4 separate regions of the Mus musculus genome follow, and all the other regions are linked to region 4. Evidence: chromatin contacts called from public capture Hi-C and promoter capture Hi-C data. All regions are on one chromosome and are shown on one strand. Each heading gives the region's core, a stretch centred on a gene start, on an enhancer-like site or on the middle of the called end of the contact. The rest is flanking DNA. Distances are from core to core; before and after follow the strand shown.

What was found. Promoter capture Hi-C pulls out the DNA fragments that hold promoters and counts their contacts. Capture Hi-C pulls out chosen DNA fragments and counts their contacts.
Region 1: a promoter capture Hi-C map of macrophages shows a contact between it and region 4, with 5 read pairs. The contact joins the promoter of Fxyd2 here to the promoter of Mpzl3 in region 4. A contact is called at or near these places in 5 of 39 promoter capture datasets (the C10 cell line, the HPC-7 cell line, hippocampal neurons and 2 more), 1 of 15 datasets of contacts at CTCF or cohesin (the NIH/3T3 cell line), 1 of 484 Hi-C or Micro-C datasets (bone marrow-derived macrophages), 3 of 115 datasets of contacts at active chromatin or transcription factors (T-cell acute lymphoblastic leukemia, embryonic stem cells and large pre-B cells) and 4 of 9 other capture datasets (adipose tissue, liver, macrophages and 1 more).
Region 2: a promoter capture Hi-C map of liver shows a contact between it and region 4. The contact joins the promoter of Ddx6 here to the promoter of Mpzl3 in region 4. A contact is called at or near these places in 3 of 115 datasets of contacts at active chromatin or transcription factors (effector CD8 T cells, embryonic stem cells and pancreatic cancer cells) and 1 of 9 other capture datasets (liver).
Region 3: a contact with region 4 is called in a capture Hi-C map of macrophages, with 4 times the contacts expected there. The contact joins the promoter of Fxyd6 here to the promoter of Mpzl3 in region 4. A contact is called at or near these places in 3 of 39 promoter capture datasets (hippocampal neurons, liver and macrophages), 1 of 15 datasets of contacts at CTCF or cohesin (pro-B cells), 1 of 115 datasets of contacts at active chromatin or transcription factors (large pre-B cells) and 3 of 9 other capture datasets (adipose tissue, liver and macrophages).

The regions. Positions count from the first base shown.
Region 1 is chr9:45,404,806-45,407,505 of GRCm38.p6, reverse strand. Fxyd2 (FXYD domain-containing ion transport regulator 2) reads right to left here and starts at 1,416. Exons shown (of 6, transcript NM_007503.4): 1 at 1,340-1,416. The coding sequence starts at 1,376.
Region 2 is chr9:44,603,491-44,606,190 of GRCm38.p6, reverse strand. Ddx6 (DEAD (Asp-Glu-Ala-Asp) box polypeptide 6) reads right to left here and starts at 1,299. Exons shown (of 14, transcript NM_181324.3): 1 at 1,239-1,299.
Region 3 is chr9:45,368,930-45,371,629 of GRCm38.p6, reverse strand. Fxyd6 (FXYD domain-containing ion transport regulator 6) reads right to left here and starts at 1,445. Exons shown (of 8, transcript NM_022004.6): 1 at 1,142-1,445.
Region 4 is chr9:45,053,879-45,056,578 of GRCm38.p6, reverse strand. It overlaps Mpzl3 (myelin protein zero-like 3), which reads right to left and starts at 1,398. Exons shown (of 6, transcript NM_001093749.3): 1 at 1,261-1,398. The coding sequence starts at 1,336. It overlaps Mpzl2 (myelin protein zero-like 2), which reads right to left. Exons shown (of 6, transcript NM_007962.4): 6 at 2,536-2,700.

The sequences.
Region 1 (2,700 bases), core at 167-2,666, 350 kb before region 4:
GAGGCACAGTTGTTATTCCCTCTCATCCACAAGAGACTGGGGCACAGAGAGGGTAAGTAAGTCACCCCACAACCACACAGCGAGTAAGGGGCAGAGCTGGGATTTGAACCCAGGCAAAGCGTCACTATGAGTCTACGTGCTAGGCTCCCTTTCAAGTGACATAGAGGAAGAAGACTTTTTCAGACCAAGCTGCCTGCCCCTGGCCCTGCCTCCTGTGGCTCCTTCACCCTGAAGGAAGCCGATATTCTGCTCTCTGCCAGCCTGAGCTCAGAGCACTTACCCTTGGATAGCTGGTAGTACAATGGCCAGCAAAGCTACAATCACACACACACACCACCCCCATTCCCCACTCCATGCCAGCTGTACTCTCTGCTGCCCTGCTGGAGCCCCTCTTGTCCGGGGCCTTTTCTAAAGGGATGAAAAAGTTAACAATTCCCAGGCAACTTTGAACTGTGCCCCTGTAGTGATCAGCCAGCCGCAGGGTCTGGTGAGTCCAGATCCCTCCAGTAGCCAGAGGGGGTCAGTGCTGGTGAACCTCAGGTATGGGTTGTTCAGAAAGGTCAAAATCTAAGGAGAAGCCACAGTGACCCAGGCTCTGCATCCATGCAGAAAGTCTTCCCACACTTCCGTCATGTTCAAGGTCAAATGGGGAGCTAGCATCAGCCTCAGCCAGATCCAAGACAGGACCCCAAACCCCACCCCACCCCCATTTCCCTTTCAGGAAGCATTTAATGAGTCCCTCTTCCACCAGTGTTCTAGGTCAGAAAACTCAACATCTATGGACCGGCAGGGGTCCTCTTGGGCTCCAGGCCTGAGTCTGTGGATTTCAAAACGCTGGGCTTTTCTTGTGACCCTAAGCCTTCTGGGGAAGGCTAAGCTAAAGGGCTGCTCCTCCCATCTCCAACCCCGGCAGCCCCTGACCACTTTGAAATCTTAGTTCTCCATCCAAGATGAGAAAGTCACACTGGGCAGGGCGTGGAAGGCTGAGGCAGGAAGAATGCAGTGAATTTTAGGTTATTCTGGGCTATATGAGTTCCAGGCCAACCTGGGCTACAGAACAACACCCTGTCACCCAGAACAAAGTCACATGTACACACACACGTACACACACACACACACACACACACACACACAAACACACAACACACATAAACACACACACTTCTGATGCTCCAACTTCTGCTATTCTGCTCTTTTTCTGTGGGGGTGGGGTTGAGGATCCCTTCTGAATGCTAATTTTCTAAGAGAGCCACTGGCTGGGGAACTCCAAGGAACAGGAGAGGGAAGGGGTCTAGCTGCCCACCAGAGCCAGTCCCAGGCAGAGTCCTGCCAGTCTCACCACTGTTCGCTGACAGATCTGATATTTCCCCAGCCATCGGGGCTTCTCCACGACGGTCTTCCTGTGGCCTCTACTATGGGGACAGTGTCTGCCGTGGCCAGGGCAGAGGTGGGGGGGCATTAAATATTAACAGTGTCAGGTAATATTTACCCCAGTCACAAGAAAGGCTGAGTGTCCCCAGAGGGGCTCTTGCTGACCCAGGCAAGGGGAGGTATGGGGGGAGCCAGAGGCAGGGAGGAGCTGCCTGAGGTCTCCAGCCCCTCCCAGAGGAAATTTCCAGAGAGCAGGGCTGGGATGGGCAGCAACAGTATTCTTCCATCAGCCGGGGAAGCCGCAGCTGGGAGTGAGATGAGGAAGTGAGAATTTCAAGATGCACTCTCGGTGAAGGGCACATGGGAAGTATAGATAGGGGTCCTGGGTCGGGATGGGGACTTCCAAGTCCCTTAGCCTCCAGAGCTTCCTGCAAGGCCCTGTGGATAGCACCGTGACAGCTTACATTCTCATGGGGCAGTCATGTCTCCCCGCCGTGTTCCTAAGGAGCCCGGCCTGGCTCCCTTCTTACCACAGTCCTGTGAATCTTGGGTCCCCAGCAGGATCAGCCTCAATAGCACTGCTGTCCCTGACAGCCTGTCCTGACTTGTTTTATTTATCCTGGTCCCGAGGCCACCACAGTTAGCCACTCACACCTCAGTCTGAAATCCTCCACCATCCCTGACTAATGTCCTATCCTGATGCCCAACACTCCCTCTTGCGGCTGTCACCATATGCTTATGACTCTTTCAGGAAGAAGCTCAGCTTGATCTTAGGGCTTACAAAGCATTTTCTAGCTGTTGTCTCCCTTTTGCTTTAGTTCCTCTCTTGACATGAGCTATCTGAGGTATGGAGAAGCTGAGGCCCAAGGTCAAACATCCAGTGAGAGTTGAAGACAAATAATGGCTATCCTTTGAGATCCAGGGCTCAAATGCTATGGCCATACCCACCCACCCACCCCCAGCCTGTCCTGCACTCACTGTAACCATCCCCTTGGTAACTATGGTGTGGATTCTGTAAGACCACAGTCTTCTTTGGGTTCCAGATGGTCGACTTGGCCTCCAAGAAGCTAATATCCAACACTAGCAGATGATATATAAATAGATACACAGGTGATAGGTAAACAAGAAATAGATGATAGATAGATAGATAGATAGATAGATAGATAGATAGATACATACATACATACATACATACATACATACATACCTGCATGCATACCTGCATGCATACAAGCTATATAAGTGATAGGTTGATGGAGAAATGATACCAAGATGGATAATAGATTTATGGATAGATGGATAGATGATAGATAGATAGATAGATAGATA
Region 2 (2,700 bases), core at 50-2,549, 450 kb after region 4:
TCACAAATGCTTCTATCACATTAAATTGTTTATTTGTTATCTCAATAGGTATTTTCTGTATTGACAGCATACGATCAACAGTATCAGGTCCGTCAAACAGGAAGGCTTACTGTTTGTACAGCACTAAGAGGATGAAGGGGGCAACCTCTGAATCCTAACCGACACCATCAGTACTGTCAATCAAGCACAGTAAAACCTCCTAGCGCCTTAAACCCAGAGACTTCGATAACTGCTCCCTCCAGAAACGGATACCTGCACTGCAGCTTTATGGCTCAGTGGGAAATTTTTCGTCCTACCCCTTCCCAATTTAGATTTGCAAGTTATATTCCTAAAACAAAACCACGAAGGAACATAAGACTTAGTTGGGAGGAGCCCCTGGCAGAGTTAATTACAGCAGGGCCCAGACCGTGGTTAGCAATTGACAGTTTTCACACCTAAAACAGTCCCATAAGCTCCAACAAGGGCTTTTGTTTGCAAATACAGGGCGATTTCTATACGCCTCAACAGGAAGTAGGAGTGATTGGGGTTCTTACGAAGGTAAAGGGGGGCTATGGCGAAGGGAAAACCCTAAGCCAAGAATCGGAGTCCGGTAACCGTAAGGCAATAATTCCTCGCCCCCTCCCCCAACTTCCCTCGCTTCAAACCCAGCTCCCTCGGATCAAAAAGCAAAAGGGTTTCTGCCCTGCAATCCTATCTGCGCCACAAGAGCCGGAACCAGCTCTGCGAGTGGGAAACAATAGGGACTCCCCCCCCTCAGAAGGCCCGGAAGAGAACCCCGAAACTGGACCGCCTCTCCTCCCCTCTTACGCCGCCGAGTCTCCCCCAAACCCTCTGTCCCCACCAACCTGCAAGGCCTACTTGCAAGCGAGCAGCCGCGGCTCCTCTCCCAGCCGAGTCCCCGGCCAGCACAGCCCTGCCACCCCCCGCAGGGCTGCCCTGCCTCGCACTCCCAACCTCACTCGGGTGTCCCGGCCGGTGTTCCGTCCCCGCTCCCGTCTACCGCACCGCTCGTCCAGAGCTCCCCGCCGCTCCTCCTCCATACCCCGCACACGCCACATTCCTCGGTTCCACTCCTCTCCGCCGCCCCCGCTCTTCTCAGCGGCCACCCGCCCGTCCTCCCGGGCCAGGCCTGGGCCTCGGGCTTCTGCCCGAAGGGGGCTCCCTGATACCCTCAGGATCCTGCCGACCCCGACCACGCCGCCTCACCCCACGCCCCGCGGCTCGGGCCCGAGTCCTACCACCGAGGCCACTCCCGCTCCGCACCCTCGGTCCTTTATTGTTGACTCGAAGCTCCCAAAATGGCGGCGGCTCCTTCCTCCTCGGAAACCTCCGCCCGCCCCCACCCGGCCCCTCGCCGCGACGCCCGCCGCCCCGCCCCGCCCCCGCCGCGACGCTCGCTGCCCGCGCAGCTCGCCGCCGCCGCCGCCGCCGCCACCCCGCACTACCTCGGCCGGCGCCCGCTGTGCCGGCGCCCCCGATGTCGCCGCCGCCGGGCTGAGCTGACTCTGCTGCTCTGCCCCCTCCCTCGCCCGCCGCCGTCGCCTCCCTCCCTCCTTCCCAGCCGCTCCGCATGGCGGCGGCCGCGGCTCCTCCTCCTCCACACAAGATGGCGAGAGCTCGGCCGCTGCAGCTGCAGCCGCCGCGGCGTCACGGCTTCCTGGGCGCGGCGGGCGAGGGTCGGGAGAGACCGGCCTTTGACGGGGCCGAGCTCAGGGAAACACGGGGTTGCTTTCGGGACGGAGGGACGGACGGATGGACGGACGGGCGAGAGGGCTTGCCTGCAGAGCTGACGAGACCGCTGGGGAAATGAATGGCGGTGGCCGAGGACTGTCGCCCTTGCCTTCGTTCGTCCCTTCGGAGCTGGGCTGACGGGTCCCGGGCCGGAGGGGACGTCTGCTGACTGCTGACCTCGGACACACTCGGAGGGCAGCCTGCGCGGGTCCGGAAGCTGAGCTGGGATGGCCGGGAGGACGCTGCGAGGCCAGGGCGTGCAGAAAAGTGGGGCCTTTGGGGCCGATGCTGTCTGAGAGGGAGCGGGAAGGGGCACCGGGGGAAGCAGTGAGCCGGGAGCGCGCCCTCGGTCGTGGGCTATCAAACCCGGAGTGCAGGCGAGGTGACCCTTTGCTCCTGCCCGCAGTGGCACTCTTCTAGAAAGAAGGGCGGATCGCCTCTACCAGTGAGGGCTCGCTGTGCAAATGGGAGACCCGTAGATTCTCCTGCCTGACCCTTACTGCAGATATTTGTGCGTTTGTTTCTATGATTCTCGGATCCTGATGTCTTATCCTTAACCTAGAAAGTCGTCTTGTTCCAAGCAAAACAAACTTTTTTGTTTGTTAAGTAAAAATCGAGCTGGGCCGGAGAAAGTTAAAAACTCGCGTCTTACGCTGCTGGAGGGCTGGAAATACTGACAGTGGTTAAACCCTTTGGGACAGTGCGATTCCTTACTAAACACCGACGTTAGGGAATCCTGGACAGTCAGTACTTAGTCACTGACTTGCAGCTTCCATATTTTTACCGCTGCTTCCAACTTGAGACCAATCAGAGAAAGCCAAATATGCTCTCTAAACCAATGACTCCCTGCTTCCAGCCCTCCTGCTTCTTAGCTAGCAACATCCAATCAGAATAAGTCTGAAGCCCCCCCCCCCCTTTTAAACCGCTGCGCTCTCCTGTTTTTTGTTTTTTGTTTTTTACTTGAGAGCC
Region 3 (2,700 bases), core at 196-2,695, 320 kb before region 4:
AACGGGAGCCAGACATAGGGTGTCCTCCTTTAAAAAGCAAAGGGTAACCAGTATCTAAGCAACCATATTGGGGGGAGGGGAGGCAATTGGAGGTGAGGAATGGGCAGAAATCTGAGGGAGGTTGAACTGGAGGGGTTTCCATGGCAACCATGAGACAGGTCACGTGCAAAAGGCCAAGTTGGAAAACAGATACACACATTCATACATCTACAATATGAGGGCAGTCAGAACACTAGTGCCAAGGGTCCTTGAGAGGGCTGAGATGCCCACTGGTCCCACTACAAAGGTAGAAATCCCAATTCCAGTAGCGCGGGAAGACAGGTTAGACAAAGGAAATAAAGACAGAGGGTACATTGATGGAGCCAAGCCTCCAGGCATCACAACCTCTGGGTCTGGAGGTTGGTGGCAGCTTGGGTGGGCCGGTATTTCCAACCTGACTGCTCCTAGGAGCAGACGCCCAGAGACCCAGTCTCTCAACCAACTCTACAGAAAAGCCCTGGGCAGACATAAAGCGGGGAGGCTCCGCCAGGGCCAGCCCCGGTTGGGAACGATGGAGATAGGGTACTAGCAGCCCTGGAAAGAAAATCGAGCTGGACAGACCAAAAGAAGGCAATGCAGTCAGATGAATCCCCTCATCCTCGAACCCCAACGCCGTCTACAGGGCCTCTTCGCCACTCCCGGAGCCCACGCCCACACCCCACAAGCACCAAGCCAGCAAATTTCCATTTTGTGTGGCCCATGTGTCCACATTCACATTCCTTCATTCCCGGGTCCTCGCATCTCCATTCCCCGCAGGGTCTCCCGCTTCCGAGTAACAAAGGGAAGCTCCCCTGCTAAAGGGTCCTCTATCCTTCTGGAGCTCCTGATGCAAGCTCAGGGCAGCCTCAAAAGCATTTTCCAGCCACCAGCATCGCCCACCGCCATTGCCTGCAACCCCATCCCGGTATCCTTAGCTTTTGGAAGCTCATCTACTTGTTTACATCTCCAAATCCATTTCCCGCCGCCCAGGCAGGGACCTGGGCACACACCCACTGAAACAAACAAGACTCGGAGGAACCTGGCGCTAGAGTGACGGATCCCCACCCAAGCCTCCTCCACTCGGAAGAAGGTGCCAACTTTGCCCACCTCCCTTGCTGCTCACCTAGGCGTTGGGTCCCCTCCGAGCGGATCCCAGAAGGACTAGCAGAGTCCAAGCAGCCGGGAGTGGCGCGCTGGGGGCAGGGCGGTGGGCGCGGCTTGCAGCTTTCCCGCCTCCCAGAGGGGGCTGACTGGTTGGCCTCCCCGGTCGCCCTCGTCCACTGGCTTCTGGGTCCCCTTGCAGACCCCTGTGATGTCGCCCGCGCCCTTCTCTCTGCGAGCTCTTCGCAAAGGGAAGTGAGGCTTGAAGAAGCAACAGGAGACGCGCGGAGGAGGCGCCCAGCGCCGGAGCGGATTTGCCAGCAGCTGTTGCTTTTTGATTCTCCCCCCCTTTGGTGAGGGTAGGAAATGAGCCAGACCAACACCGTGACAGGGCTGGTGTTTTTCGGAAATAGGAAAATCAGGGGAGAAAGGCAGAAAAATAGGAAACAACGGAGCATCAGCCACCTGCAACCTGCGTTCATTGGCTGTGTTCGCAATTAGCATGAATGGGAGCCAGAGTTAGGTGGAGTGTTGTTTGCAAATAGAGCTGGTGGGCTGTGGGGACAAGACCCTCACATGAACCAGGGTTTTGCTGCCCAGAAGCCCGTTTTCAAGACACCCATCTCCATCCCTAACTCCGGAAGGCTTTAAGAGTAGCTCTCCCCAGCCTAGTCACTAAGAGTCAAAATTCGAGGTGACAAATTAATTTAAAGATTTACATCCTAGCTCTGCAATCCTACCTGTAGCATCAGTATGAACACTCATATATGGAGTGTTCCTTTCCCTAATCTAGGAAAGGGAGGTGAGACTAACTCCCAGCAAGGGTTCCATTGACTAACTCTAAGTAATGATAGAAGAGCTTGCAAGAATGGACAGAGGTCACCCCACCCCACCCCACCACCCCCAGCAGGTTGGTATCCAGGAAGCTCTGTAGTGGGGAAGGCTGTTCTAATTAGCCAACTGAAGGGATGCTGTAGGGAGGCTGGCCTACCCTGTGCTGAAGCATTGAGGAGAGCAGCTGGCATCAGCCAATTCTAGGTCTTATCACGAGGCTTTCCTGACAACCCCTACCCCAGAAATAATGGGCTCTACTAGCAAGAGCCCAGCCCTGCCTCTCCAGCACCACAGCACCAGGACAGTTACTCATTTGTGAAGAAGAAGAAGGAAGAGGAGGAGGAGGAGGAGGAGGAGGAGGAGGAGAACAACTCTTTTAATCCCAACACTTGGGAGGCAGAGACAGGTGAATCTCTGGATTTGAGGCCAGTCTGGTCTAAAGAGAGAGTTCTAGGACAGCCAGGGATACATAGAGAAATCTTGTTTCAGGGCATGAAAATCTTCCCTTTTCAGAGGAAAAGGAAGAAGAGTTGAAAGAGGAAGAAGAGGAAGCAAACAAACAAACTTGATAATTCTGTGGCCTTTCAGCTTGGTTGAATCACTTTAACAAATGGTCCAGTCTCAAAGGCCAAGGCAAAAAAACAGATGGGAAGTCAAGGTTGCCCTAGAACTGGCAGAGAAGCCATCAATGGCTACCAGGAAGAAACTGGGTTACCTTGCTTAAGGGGAGTCTGTAGAGGATAGTTT
Region 4 (2,700 bases), core at 149-2,648:
GTATATGTGAAATGACACTAGATCTACAAAAAGACACAATTTCTAGGATCTTTTTTTTTTTTTCTCATTGGGACAATATGTGGACATTTCTCCCTCCACAGCCCTGCTGTGTGTGTGTGTATGTATGCATATATATATATATATATGAGTTTATATGAGGTGACAGTAGGCCTGGCTCTGTTGTAAAAAGAACTCAGAGGGAAAACTGGACATTTATGATGACATAGGTAGCTGGGAGGGATCAGGGAGTGTGCTGGCAACATGCAGATTAGTCACCAGATAAACAAAAACCTCCTCATCTTACCTGATGAGACTCAGCCACCTAATACTTACACAATATTAAAGACCCCTTTCAGAAATGTCCATTATTTTCAGAGAAATGCTACAATACAACAATTCATTCTAATGCTAGCTATACCAGTATTCCATTTCTTAGGAAGACACACACACACACACACACACACTAATCAAGAGAATATTCGCATTTCAAAATGAAGCTAATTAGTTTGGATTGAAATTTAGAAATTGGAATAGCATGAAAGTAAAATTATCCAAACCTTACAATAGTGTCATTATGGCAACACTGTACTGACAATAGTTAAAAGATTCAAGTTTCAGAAGAATGGCTATGACTTTTCTTATACTTCAGAATGTTTAGAAAGTCCTAAGGTGCCTTTTCTTCAGCAATATGCCTGCTATAAGAAAAATCACACTATAACTCTTGTCTAAAATGTTTTATTTAAAAGCCCCTGAAATAAAATCACTAAGTCATGATTTTCCTTTTTTCCTCTTCTTCTTCTTTCTTCCTTTCTTTTCTTTTTTTTTTTTTTTTTCCTTTTTTTCCCTAGCCCTGATTGTGTCTCTCAAAATAACTGGAACACGAATTGCCCGGTTTCCGACCAGGGTGTAACAGCAACTCAGAACCCTGGCAGACAAGCACAGAGAATCTCACAAGAGCAGTGAGTGTCCGCCAAGCCTGTGCTCGCTGTGGTTTCGTCAAGGCATCATCAAGGCGGTGTCAAGTCTCACAAGGTGGTCGGGCTCTGAGAGCTGAGGGGAACCAACTCTCCGCAGTGGGAGGTGCTAGCCGGGAAAGAAAACCATCCCACACCCCCTCCTTCCCTTCCTTCCTTCCTTCCTTCGCAGAAGCCGAGCGGGGGCTTTTCTGAGACCCCCCAACCCGGAACCGGAAAAGCGACCATCTTTCCTGACCCCCCCGCCCCCTGCCGGAAGTGGAGTCCAGCCAGCTGGCGCACTCACCCTGGACGACTAGGATGCTCAGCAGTGGAAAGAGAGCGCAGCCACGGCCTCCTACTGTTCCTCTTGCCAGCTGCATCCCGACAGCTCTTCCGATACTTACACACCCTCTTTACGCCTCCCGGGGACCATGCAGGTGGTGCCGGAAGTGACGTCATGTCGGGAGTCACCTTTGAAAGAGCCGTCCCGGACCCAACCTCAATCAGGGACAAGGATTGTTACTAGAATCGTACCCGGTTACCCTCATCAGCGGTTCTTTGACTCTCAGGAGGATCTGATTGCGCTCTTCTGCTTCAGATTGGCTACAGACTGAAAAAACAGTTCTATTTTTATGGAATTCCAGGGAACCAGGCTCGATCCTCCGACTGTAATCCAGAAGTTATCTCTCTAGAATATCTAAGTTGAACCCTCACAAAAGATTCTCATACATTTGAAGTTCAGGAAAACGTAGGCGACCATCCAAGATCAGAATAAATATATCTTTTTTGGGTCCTTTGGTAAATACGTGCAAGCGTCGTCATTTGTGTACCTTTTAATGTAGCCATTACATCATTCAGAATTGGATGTTTATTAAATTACTGCAGTGACAGTGATGATGAAATCATTACAGTGTGTATTAAAGGAGAGGAGGAACTTGGGTTTGTGTATCTTTGCATTTTAAAAGTAAGGATATCATTATCACGGTACTTGACGTGGAATGAGACAGTCTAACATGCTCTGAAAGAAAGGGTGGAAAGGACCCCGCTTTACTGGTGTAATCACTCAATTCTCCTGGACCCGCCATGGTTAATGAAAGTAAAAGGGAATAAAAAGCCTCAGCTTTTGGAAATATTTCATAGCTGACATTTTCCATTGGCATACTTTACTAGACTTGGAAGCCGGTAGTTTTTTCTATGAGAAGAATCAAGAGTAGAAAAACAAATATCCTTGTTTCTAAAGTTCCCAAACTAAGTCAGGTAGGATGGCAAAAGCCTGTAAATCCAAGATCTGCAAGACTGGGGCAGAAGAACTAAGGACAACCTGGACTTCAGTCGTAAGACTCAGATTAGGGTTAGGTCCAAGAAATGAGTCTTCCAAATGTGTGCTATCATTTTGCCCATTTCCCAGTCCTCCAAAGCAATATGTGAAGCCTATAGAAATATAAAACTACTAGAAATTAATTTCATCAATTAATGATTGCTCTGCGTGTCTAACTCTACTATCTACCAAGAAAACTTGAGCAAAGTTAAACATCTTCCCTTGTTTTCCATTAACTGCTGTTGTGAATTTTGCAGATTTGTTTGTAAGCAAATAATAAAAATCATAGTTCTTTATTACTAAGGGTTTATTTACACAGTGATTCATGCATAATAAAAAATAAGTTACAGTACAAAAGTACTCTTAGGAAGGAGACACTGAACAAGAACCTGATATCCCATGAGTATTCAAACAAGACACAAGCTG